Linked DNA regions of Arachis hypogaea: region 1 is linked to region 2. A link is a contact called in public Hi-C data. All regions are on one chromosome and are shown on one strand. The core of a region is the stretch at or near the end of the contact, and the rest is flanking DNA. Distances in the headings are between cores, read along the strand shown.

Region 1 (6,444 bases), core at 3,566-6,065, 450 kb after region 2:
ATTTGTACATAGCACATAAATTTTTACTTATAGCACATAAATTTTTGTTACAAATATATTTTTTTGGTTGGGTAAATTAATATTTTAAGTATATAGTCTTTTAAAAATTTTTGTGCTATACACAAAAATTTCTATATTGTACACTAAAATTTATGTGCTATGCGTATTTTGTTGGTTGAGTGTCAATATTTTGGGTATATAGTCCTTTAAAAATTCTTTTGTTTTGTACTAAAATTTATGTGTTGTGCATCAAAATTTCTGTTATGTATCAAAATTTATGTTTTGTGCATATTTCGTTGGTTGAACATCAATATTCTGAGTATGTGATCCTTCGAAATTCTTATGTTGTGCACTAAAATTTTTGTGTTGTGGCATCAAAAATTGTGTTGTGAATTAATTTTTGTACTCTAATTTTCTAAATATATATAAGAGAAGAAGATGATGAAAAAGAAAATGAAAAAGATGACAATGGCGACAATGATAATGATAATGAAAGGAGGATGAAGATGACAAAGAAGAAGAAATCAATTAAGAGAAAAAGAAGAACAATACGATAATAATAACAATGATAATAATAATGGCGTTGCTAAAAAAGAAATACAAAAAAAAAAGTGCCTACAACAAGCGAATTTGGTTGGATTTAATTTGAAAATAATTGGCCGCATAATTTTATTGATAAGGTTTTTTACAGACCACGGAAGCCTAATATCGTCATTAGCACTTAAGGAAGTTCTTTAAATATTTGATGTTCATTAACTAGTAATCCATGTCCTTTCAAAAGAAGAAAAAGATAAATAAATTTTTAATCTTTTATTTAGAAGGTAAATAAAATATTTATTAAATTAAAATATAAGTAAATTTCTGACTAAAGTAAATGAGATTATGAGGAATATAAATTTCTTTAGCAATAGTTTGAATTTAATACAGAGAAATCTATATGTTCTTTATTTACAAAAGTTAAAAACCTATTTGTAATTAAATTTGGTGATAGAAATTATTTTTCTTTAGATAAAATATTACGGATCTGTTATTCTGTTTATCATTTTCACTTTGGAAAACCTTTGACGCATAAGAATTGATGTATACTCTCTGGGATAAGTATAACACCGAAAAAAAATATAATGACAAAAAAAAGAAATTATGATTCATGAGTGTAATAATAATAATCACTAGAAGAATTTGCTAAATGTTAGCTTAGCTTACACGGAAGGGATTCCATTTCCACAAATATGTTTCATGAAAATCACACAAGCACTTTATGATGAGCCCTACTCTAACACCAATAGGATTAGTCATTGATAATATTTTTTTTGGTGACTAGTCATTGATATATATATATATATATATATATATATATATATATATATATATATATATATATATAGTGGTATTAAAAAAAAAAAAACTTGTTGAAGAGTGCGTGCTGTGTTTGAATCTTATCCTTGTTGTGATATCACTATATGAGGGTAAAAAGATTTACCATTAAACTTTTTAAAGCGAGTTATATGGTAAAGATGTAAGTTTACAGATTTTTTTTTTTATGGAATGAAAGAGAGATTGAAAAAATTAGAACTCACATTTTGAATATCAATAAAATAATTAAAAATATTTATAAAATGAATTTATATTTTTTTGTTATACAATTTTAATCTGTATAGTAGAGTGTCCCAACTTTTAATGATGTAGGCATATAAATGTGATGGGTCAGTATTGGAAAATAAAACAAAAGGAAAACAAATTAGAATATGTTTTAAATTTTTAATGTATGATCTTGAACAAGCTATATAGGAAATATCATTCAATCAAGTGAGTAGTGCAATGTGTTTGAGGAGCGCCTTTATATGCTTCTTTAGTTCTTTTGAATCACATTCACACAATTGTGATTCAATTTTATGATTCACTTTGCACTACTAATAAAGCAAACCAATCATGCATTTGTTGCTGCCCAGGATTGAACTCTCTACTTGAGTACTTGTAACTTTTCATCTTGAGAAAATTATTCAACTTTTTTTTTTTATAATAACTCCAGCTAACTGAAATATCTTGATGAAAAGAGTGGTAAAAACGATTAGAAACAAATCAATCAAAAAGTTAGAAAAATTAGTCAAACAATCAGTTAACGGTGGAATCAGTCTGTTTTTTAGCAGTTGATCAATCTAAAATAATAAAATGTAAAAAAATATTTTTTATCTAAAAGATTATATATTATATACATAGGTGTGCACCAAAGTTAACTATTAGTATAAAATATATGTTAAAATATAAATATACAATAAAAATAAATTAAATAATATATATTTATACACAAATATATTAATAAAATTAATAACTGATTTTAGTAATTAATTTTAGTATATAAATAATATTTTTATTAAAATATATTATTCTATTATATACGGTTGAATCTCAATTGAAACTTTAAACTTCTGACTCTACCAATTCGATTACTAGGTTAATTTTCAGAACCTTACTTTTTAAAGAGAACAAAAAATTGTTTCTCATTCTCAATTCTGATGTTGAAAACTCAAACACCAAAATATTTACTATATTGACCAATACCACATCAATAAAAATCATTCATCAACTAGCTACTTAGCGCTTTACACAACACCAAATTAAAGTAATCGATCAATCAATTCTACGTCACAATATCATGAAGATTCAGGATTCACTATTTTACGTGAAGATTCAGAATCTTTAGCTTTATATATCTCTACTAATCACACGCACAGGGAACATCCCCACATATATGGTTGATCTTGATGTTCGGATATATATCACATATCTTCATTATGGAAGGAAACCTTACTTAATGGAATTTTGATTTAACAGTAAAAGTCGGAACTTGTAATCAGGTAAAGTAGCTATATTTGGTGCTAAATGGACAATATTTTTTGAGGAAATCACCTTCTCTCTCCTCTAATATGTCTAAATGACATTCATCTTCTCCATTTTAAGATTAAAATAATATACTCTTTAAACTGCTTGACTAAAATATCATTTATAATTATTATTATTCAAATAAATTAGTAACAATTATTTAGTTAATAATAATAATAATATAAATATATATTTCTTGTTATTGTAATTTTTTTGTTATTTTTAATATTTTATCACACAATATAAAATATTTTATTTAAACTTTTTATATATTCCATGATTAATGATACAATAATAAAATAAATACAATTTATTACATTATTAATTATTATTATTATTATTTAAATCAATCAAATAATTATTACTAACTTTTATATATATATATATATATATATATATATATATATATATATATATATATATATATATATCATTTACAATAATTGTTGAAAGGTATTTTTGTCAAGTGGACAAAAATGTATGTTATTTTAATTTTGTAGGAGAAAAATATACATTTTACAATAAAATAGAAAAGACTATTATCTAGGCATCTCAGAGAAAAAGAGTCTTTTCTTGATAGTTGGCCAGTGTTCAGAGAAAAATAAAGGATGCAACAATTTCTTTTGAGAAAGTACATACAAAGCAACACATGCAGGAAGTTGTCATACTTTTTTACACTATTTAACCATTTTTATTTTCTATGTATGAATTGTACATTTTAAAAACTAGTCTCTAAATTGCGATAAGTAGTCGTCATGTGTTTTTTCTCTAAAAGCTTGTCTTAATTCTTTCTCTCTTCTTTCTCTGATATTCCAAAGTTCATCATTCTCTTTAGTGACAATTCCACCATATTTTCTTTTTTCAATGTTCAGAATGCTGTTTTATTTTGTCTTTGTAGTCCTCTTTATAGATGCTTTATCCTTTATCACTATTCGTGTTTTCCTTATGTCTAGTAGTCTCATATCATTCAGGGTATCTTTGATGAATTTAATTGACCTTCAAATAAATAAGAAAAATATTTATATCTATTTTTCCTTGAAATAAAACACATAATACAATTTTTTATTTGATGTCAACTCAGACTCTGATATCGTGATAAATAAATCCACAAAAATGAGTTATATCCAACTCGAGAGAAAGCAGAGAAAGCGAAGAAAAAGAAAAGAGGGTGAAAAAAAAGGAAAAAAGAGAGGAAAAAAGAAAAGTGGAAAGAAATAATAGATCAACCTACTTCGAATGACAATTGTTATTGTAATGATAGTTTAAAGTAAAAACTATTTCTCAACAAGTCTTTTATTGGGTCTTCAATCAGAATTTCCCCACATACTATTACAAGAATAATGTACTCACATAAAACAGCACATCAAATTTACTGAGTTTATTGGAAATGATGAATACAGATTGAATATAAAAATCCCTTTACTTTTAAACAGCTGATAAAACAATACCATCACAACCAAGTAATAATAATAATAATACCTAAACTATTATTGATACATATTCCAACTTTTCTATTAAAAAGAAAAAAGACAACAAAAAGAAACCGGAAAATGGGACATGTTACACGAATTTCAAATGGTAACTATATATCATTTTCACTTAAGTGAGAAAACTAGAATGAATATGCAAGAAAAAAATATGCACAAGAATGACAAGTACAGCAAGCAATACAACACTTGACTTACAGGGCTATGGGGGAAAAAATAATTACTGAATATTCAAAAAGAATACATAAATTCACAACTACAGCTCAAGCTAATTCGGCCCTAGTATATATAAATATGAAAGGAGCAAAATTTTCGTTCCACACACAAAACACATCTCCCATCCCAGTACCCTTCTGTATGAAGCAGAGATTTTCTGCCAAACAGCTACCATTCTTCACTTCAAATTTAAACTGTTAAAGAATAATCCTTTTTTCTTCCCTCTCTTTTTCTCCGCAGCCTGCAGAACCCAAAAAATTGGGTTAAGCCTTGAGTATACTACTTGGTCACCACAGACCGGCCCAATGTCTAATATTAAATATTTTATACTGGAAAAAAAAGAGTGAACTGATTTGAAATTGCCAATTATCCAATCAGGGAATTCGCATTTTTGAGACTTGCAATAAAAGTTTCAGTTGACTTCACTGGGATATTTGTGTCCAAATTCATTGGTTTTTCAATGTACCCCTTTGTCGCAATGGAGAATATTTGAGACCGGAGGGTGTAAATGTGTAATATATAAGTTAAGGGAAAAGTTTGTTTACCCTTAAGATGAATAATCTCAAGGTGAGCACAATAGTATCTCTTGCACTGCAAAAAGAACATAAAAATATTATCAGAAAAAAAAATTAAAAATAAATAACCATAAAAAAAAGTTGTTACACTACAATCATCAGAAAACACGACACAGGATACTCCTACGTCTGGCTTAGAGATTAAAAATAAATAAATAAATCCACAGTTCTGAAAGCTTTGTAAGCACCATATCAGAATTTTGTTCACCTCTTCACTAACAAATCTTTATTGCTCAAGGTTACACCAAGGATTAGGGACCTAAGTCTATTGGGTAGACCTTAAACTTTAGGGTGAGGGAAATCTCATGAAGAGTCATTATATATTCAGTGTTAGGACTCATTAGTTAATTAGCATAGTTATAAATAAAGGGTATGAGGGACTAGTTATGGTTGATTCATCATTTTAAAATTTGCATCTTGGAGGTTGTGGAACTCCAACTCTTCCACTAACTGTAACTACACATTTACTTGTATCTCCCCAAAATTCTAGCACAATGCTAGGAAGTTTCCCTATTCAATACACACTCCTATTCTATGATTCTAGTCTTTATGTGGAACCAATTCTAGCATTCAATGCTGAAATATCAAACTTGTTCACCAATTCTCGTGTCACTCAATTGCTTTTGTCCGTTTTTGCAACAACACGACAGAATGAATACTTACCCAGAAACATCTGTTGGAGTGCTTTCTGCTCTTAACAGATGGTCAGTTCCACTTGAACCCATTATAATAAATTCTGAAACATGTCCATATGGAATCATAACCTAAAAAAGGAAGAGCCACGTATGATTAAAATAAATAAATAAATAAATAATTGCTGAACACTAAGATTAATTTTAGAGATTAACAAAAAGGCATGACAACAATTTTCAAATAATTCTAAGACCCATCCAACAAGACTGCTAAGAATACTTGTCCTTTCCAGGGTATTCTATTGGTCAGACCAGTGAGATCACTTGGGCATCAGGGGGGAAGGAAAGGAATGGGGTAAAATGTGCACTCACATTGCACTTCCCAGAAAGCTATTGAGATAATAATAATAATAATAATAATAATAATAATAATAATAATAATAATAATAATAATAGTAGTAGTAAGCACACTGCACAAGTAAACTATTACTACCAAGAGTTCACTAAAAGGAAATCTTCCAGGGAGGAATATTTTACTGAATGATCCCAGAATCCGTTTTACTTTCTTTACTCATTCAATAATTTTATACAACTTTAACTAGCAGTAACTTTCACACAAAGCATCAAATAATCAAACTTCATACACTGCTGGAA
Region 2 (6,929 bases), core at 2,855-5,354:
GTAGGTGAAAGGAGTCCCCGGCTCAGTTTGCTTCAACTCAGATCCAGCTGAGGATGTGGAATCCAGATTCTCAAACGTAAGCTTCCTCTGCAGAGTAAAGCAACAACGACAAAGCAATACATGAGGAGACTTAAAAAATTGCAGACGTATATTATGTACCCCATTGGTTAAAAAATATAATGTTACCTTCATTGACATGGCCTTCGTCTTTCCTGTTGCTGCTTCACTGGGTGCTTCCTCACGCTTAACGGTACAGCGTCGAGGCTTCCTTTCGGTTGAGGAAGCCAACTTCTCGTTCGAGCGCGTCCTTTGAGCATGGAACTTTCGGCCCTTGGAGGATTTCTTTTCCGGTGGATCTTTTACTTTTTTATTGACATTACCTGGATTTCTTTTACCAGTCCTGAAAGAGGCAGCGAGCGGTGCTTTGGAGTTTTCCTCCCCAACTTGGTCATACCCCCTCGTATTAACAAGGGATATCAATGACTGAATGGCCTTACCATGATCTGCCAGTAGGTCGGTAATGGTCCATAACTGGTCGTTGTGAGTCTTCAGAATAGTCTTCGTCACCTCCCTGTCCTCCAAAACATGCTGCGTTCAAACAATAGTTATATTTGAGGCGTGAAAAACCCAATGTTGAAGTCTAAACTATGAAAAAGAAAACCTCAAGGAATATGTTATATTTACCTCCTGAACCGTGTTCAAAACCGTCAACATCTTCTCCTCAAGTGATCTCCCCCCATCGTCCGCCCCTTTAGCCACCACGCTGATAAGTATGGAAAAAAATTAATGGCAATCCTGTAACAGGGGCACGAGGCCCTAACTTGAAACAGTTACATTAAATCGAAAGTCTCTACTTATACCTTGCTAGAGAGACGTCGACGTCCGTGGCGTCCCCCTCTTTGTTGAGCAGAGTACTCTTATCCTTCATGGAGTTGATTTGCTGCTCATCCAAAGTCAGGAACTTCATTTCCTGTGACTTCGTTACAATAACTTTACATACGATAACGAGGCACGGAATTTGCGTTTATATTTTGGTTAGTAACACCATGTTGGGTCATAGTGGAACCCATTGGGTATAGGGAGGCCCAATATGTAGAGAACCAACATCAATGCCCGGTTACGTCCCAACGTGCTTCTTTTATGCTCGGAATCCAAACGTAACTTAAATCCCTTAGGAAAATAACACAAATCAAATATCAAAGACTAGATGGGCTTTAAGCATGACGGCAATATTTTTTTTATCTCAAAAGTAGCAGCAAATTAGCTTATCGAGACCACAAAAATTGTGAGTAGACATTTGGGGAGATTGAAACCTGCTACACCTTCCTCCATGTCTAATCAATGGTTTCGTTCGATTTGACCGGCATGGTCTAAGGAGTTAGGGTAATGATGATAATAGGATGTGTTAGGATGAACTAGGGTGAATGTTAATTCTTAATCTGTTAGGGAAATAGTATTTATCAACATATAAAATTTGCCTAACAAATTTTGAATTTCCAAAACTTGTTTAAGTGTTAAAAATAAGTATCGAGATTAGCGAATTACGGGATAAGATCTAATAGAATCTGGTTCGAGGAGCCGTTTCAATCTCTGTTGCTTTTGTGCCAACCCGGAAGGAAGTGTGCACAGAAGGGATTGTTACCAAGTACAGAGTCAGACTAGCATCTTCTAATGGAGAGAACTCTCAGGTATAGGCACTTGAAAGGGATAGATCATTCCTAAAAGAAATCTGTATCGTATATACCACTACCCCCGGGGAAGGTAAAGAAACAATGTTTTATTATGATAATAATAAAAAATATTAAACACTTATAAATATCTTGATGGATTATAAAATACTGTATATCAAATACTTAAAAGGATATAAAACCTATATTAATTATACATAACATATTAATAGCATAATTTGGTATTATACCGTTTTAGTGATTAATTTCTTATTTATTTAAAAGTTGTTTACATGAATATAACAGAAACAGTATTCACTTTTTCAAATTTAAATTCAGTCAAAATGACTAAATACAAATTATGTAAGCAAAGAATCACTTATACGCGAAAAGCAATTTTTAAAAAGCGGTTACATTCAAAACGTAGTTGCCCATTTGGTGGTTCAAAACATGCGACAAATACTTATCGAAATATCTTTTCACCGACTATTTTCTACTATCCAGTTCTGTTGCAATGGAAAACTCAATTCCAATTCAAACCGAAATGACCAACATCGTCACAAACCTTCCGCGGAAGCTTCTTTTTGTTTTAATCAATGAGATTATTCATTAGAATCCACGATAACTCCGCCTAAAAGAAATACATCAACCAATTGAGTCGTTGGATGTGACCGTCAGTAGTGTAGGGTCTTTAGGATTGACCCACGTCTGATTTCTGAAAAGATGGCTATATGACCCTCATCCCCTTCAACACGCCTCCTCCCAGAGATGCACGTTATTTACGAAATCGGGGTTTCCATCACGTCTTCATAACTTATCCCTTAAACCCCAAAGATAACACTTCAATCTCAGGTGATGCCACCTAGTCTTCCTGAAACAGAATAAGGCCAGCAACGATGACTTGTTATTCATGTTACTTATCTTCGTCGAAACCCTATTAGTAATTAAGTTTAATTTTTTAATCTACAGAAACTTCGTACACTGTAACGGTTATCACTTAATAACTAGGAAAGCCTTGTGCCACTGAAATTTAAACTTTTAACATCAAACTTTGCTTCAACCGGGAACAAAATTAAACCCTAAAATGAATCGGAGACACAATCTTAAGCTATGACAATAAATACCATTAAATAAGAACCGAAAGGAAATAAACTAATGGAATAATGAACTTCGCCGACGTCATGTAAAGTAAGTTTAACGGAATAAATACAGCCTAAAGGAGAAAAACAACGTTCTCTGCAACAGAATCCATGTTGAAACTGAGGTACATATCATAACTTGGAATTTTTAGCTTCCTCATTCTTGTGAATACTAAAAGACAAAAGTAGTGAAAAGCACACAAAAGGGACATCACAAACCGGACACAACGAAAGCCATTCTTCCTACCTACATGAACATCTGATTGTAGAGGCTCAACCTTTGCTTCAGCTCAGCGTTCTCTTTCTCCAGCATCATTACATGCTCTGTGGCTGACAACCTTGCTATGCGGTGTGCCTCAGCAAGGTCCTCCTTGTATCGAAGAACAACTTGGAAATTGAAGTCAAAAATTTTCACCTCCGCCTCTTCAAGGAGTCGTTCCAAAGTGATGAAGGCGGCATCCTGCCTTGCCAGTCCCTCATCAGTCGACAACCGCCCCGAAACGAAAAAGTTTATCCCCTTCGCGGTGCTTTGCAAAGAAACCCCAAACCCATGATATTTCTTTCCTTCGCTGCGGAAGACATCACGCATGAAAAACACTGGCGGTCCAACTTCAAGTCGAGCACAAACCTGTAACAAAAGTTGCTCCATGTCTTCCATTATGACGAACGCCTTGGGGTCAAACTCTGGCACCATATCTAGGAACAGTTTTGCACAACACATGACATCCAGGTCAACACCGATGGTTACCATACACAAAATAAATAAATAAACAAACCATAAACACAAGCTACACGCACCTGGCTTCTGAGGCAGCAAGTCCGTCCCGGCGGCCACAGATCCGCTGCTCTCGTCTCCGGTAACGCTGCCAGAGTCTCCGACGGACATAGCTCCAAAGCTTAACACCAAATCTTCAGGCTCCGGGGCAGTATCTTCACCAACTGGGTCTTGTCTTGGCAAACTCAGCCACTCCTTCGGCTCGCGCCTTACCATGAAGCCTTTTAACTGACTCCCCTTGAAGCCATAGACTTGTTGATTGCATTCTTCCCAAGAGGTGTAAATGCCTAGCTTTCGTCCTCTCCTAACGACGTAGTAACGGAACCGACCAGAATCCATCTATGCAGCACCTTAAGTGGGTTTCTTTTCAGGCAGAACAAACGTGAAACGAAATGACTTATAAAGGAAGCTTACCGAAGTTTCCAGCATACTGAACCGTCAAAACCACCGGTCCAACCATTCATCATCATACTACCTGCATTCATTTTCCTTCAATGTATTTAATTTGTGGGCACTTAAACTTCTTCGATTATAGTGGGTTACAACATTTAATAACTCATGCTGTCCAGTCATTCGTGTCCACGTGTCTTAATCGATGTTACATGTAAAATATTAGCAATAATGTCGATGTCTTTTAGTAAAAACTATTACGTGCTAATACATAAATACAATAAACATATGGCTTTTATTATGTTACCTGTATACAATTTAAAATAAAAATATCTTTTTCGTGAATCATGTGAAAAAAAAAGTTTTTGATAAAAAATTCATTTAATAATAATGATATTTTAAATTTTAATTATTACAAATAGAAAAAAATTACATAAAATCAAAATATGAAGATAATTACTTAAATTATACTAGTTAAGTAGTTGATAATTAACTGAAAATTAAATTTTCTCATTGGTAATGAATAACTTTAATACTTACTTGCTTTCTAAATACCACTTGACGTAAAAAACCATATAATCTACACATCGATATACTCTGTTAGTAATTACTTCTACATTGGTATTTGTGACAGTAATTAAACAATTCATTTATGCCATATGGAGTCTCTTTCATTATTTCTTATTATTTCTTAACTACGTTGGTTCTATTAAAATGAACACAGTGACCATTTTTGTACAATAATATATGTAGATTCAGATTATTAAAAATAAGTTACTGTTTAACAATATAAACGTTAAAAACATCATATATAAAAATAATACCCAACCTATAACTCAAGATGTTACTGAATTCTCAAATTATTTAATATACAAAAACAATGTTAGATTATTTTCTAAGTCTTAAAACTTAAATTTATTTATTCATGTAAAGCAATTTAATTAATTATAACTTAATCTTAACACTAACAAAATTATTTAATGTTGATTTAGGTTAAATCTGTATATTAATTATTATTTAAATTTCGAAATATAAGTGTTGTGACTAGGGACGGACCTAGAAGGGGGCGAGTAGTGATCTCGACTCTCGTAAAATTTTTAGAAACTATATTTAGATATATCGCATGTGTTTAAAAAAATACAAAATATTATGTAATCTAGTAATTTTATACGTATTTTTTTATTATTAATTATATTTATGTCTTAATTATTTTATTTACTCATAATTTTCACTTAATTAATTTAATATTCATAAATCTTTAAAAAACTAATTATGATAATTATACGTTAGTTATTTTTTTAGAATAAAACAAATTATCTGAAATTTGGCCCCTTCATATTAAACTTTCTGGATCCGTCCCTGGATGTGACACCCGTGTATACAAATTTCAAAAATAAAACTTTTAACCCTGCAACATTGAGATAATTTATTTCATTCAACATCCTACAATACAAACTATACACGCCAAAATGTAATTTATAAAACCTACTATCCTAAAAGTATACACCCTAAAACGTAACCTCTAAATCTTACACCGTCACATTCTAGCCGTCTTCCTCGAACTCTCTGACCAGTAACCCATGGTCATCAACACTAATATCTAAATTCTGCAACCCAAATTTTTGACCATGAATCCTTAATCGAAAATTCTCACGATTCAGGGGGTTGTATCACACTCTCCATCAACTACAAAGTTATTACAAAGTAACTGTGGTCGAGTGAAGATACCTATGGAGTCCGCTGTCGGACTACTACTTAACTTTCTTCTAACCCTAGAGCCTTTTATCAGCTACATTCGGTCTATCAGTAAGTTCATATTACAAGAGACTCTAAACACTGTGCAACCAACCACACATTCACAATCGACCACTGTCCCGCCAATTTCCACCAACACAAACCATTATCAGCGTCGGATTCTTGACATAACCTCTTTGTGATTTTTCCAGGGTCTAACAACCGCAAGCAAACCACGATCTTTGGGTTTGGTCTATTATTTGATGAGAGTGTCAGTTCTTACAAGTGGATGTTAGAAAATCTGCTTGAGGTGATGTGCAAGAAGAAACCGTCTGTGGTTGTGTAAATGAAAGCAATTTGGGTCATGCCTTGGGCCTATGGTTGTTTTTTTGTTATGAACATTGATGACTGAAGTTGTTTGTGAACTTTTAATATTAAATTATGTATAATTTATGATGTGAAATTGTGAAATTTTTAATTTTATTAACGTAGAAATCATTGAATTTATATATTCAAAGTTATATACATATTTTTTAATTATTTTATTTAATATTTAATTAAACCGGTTGAACTCCGGTTAAACTCCAGGCGAACCAATAAATCATTGAACCAATAATTTTACCGATTTATTGACCGGTCCGGTTCTCGCAACCTTAACATAAACTATAAATTCCAAAATGTAACTTACAAAACCTATTAACTCTAAATCATAACTCCTAAATCGTACACCGTCAAAGTTTAACCATGTTTGTCCAACTCTATACCATAAACCCTTTCTCATCAACCCTAAACTCCAACCGTATCTCTAGTTGGTTTACTAATTTATAGCTTTTGAAAAGTAAGTAATTTGAGTGCATGCGAAGGTAGAATAATTTGATCTTAGTAATCAGGATAATGTAGCTATACAAATAACATTTTTGCGAAAAACATATTATCATGATGATTCCACTTATATCAGTTTCTACTGATAAAGTTCAGCTGTCATCCGTTTACAAAAATATTTAACTTAACTTTATTACGTAAATAAATTTTATTAACTATAATTTAACTTAACACTAACAAAAATATTTAATTTTGATATAGTATTAATTATGTATATTAATTATTATTTAAATAATGAATATACGTCATTAATATAAATTTTTTATTAAATAAAGATATACCTATTTATAATAATTAATTGTTATAATTATTAATAAGTTAAACATGAATCAATTATTCACT

What was found. A called contact is a pair of places that touch in the nucleus more often than the background predicts.
Region 1: a contact with region 2 is called in a Hi-C map of leaf, with 2.3 times the contacts expected there. The contact joins the enhancer-like site here to the promoter of LOC112711085 in region 2. A contact is called at or near these places in 2 of 8 Hi-C or Micro-C datasets (both in leaf).

Annotation. Positions count from the first base shown.
Region 1 is chr9:80,439,921-80,446,364 of arahy.Tifrunner.gnm2.J5K5, forward strand. It overlaps LOC112711092, which reads right to left. Exons shown (of 22, transcript XM_025763639.3): 19 at 6,435-6,444; 20 at 5,822-5,922; 21 at 5,129-5,174; 22 at 4,448-4,824. The coding sequence ends at 4,762. Among protein-coding and RNA genes, the nearest start is that of LOC140175327, 10 kb to the right of the region's middle. Within about 2 kb of position 4,816, at least 1 of the 3 cell types and tissues checked has open chromatin away from gene starts, as enhancers often do.
Region 2 is chr9:79,985,909-79,992,837 of arahy.Tifrunner.gnm2.J5K5, forward strand. LOC112711085 reads right to left here and starts at 4,105. Exons shown (of 3, transcript XM_072203053.1): 1 at 3,605-4,105; 2 at 3,054-3,502; 3 at 1,921-2,538. The coding sequence starts at 3,920. The coding sequence ends at 3,054.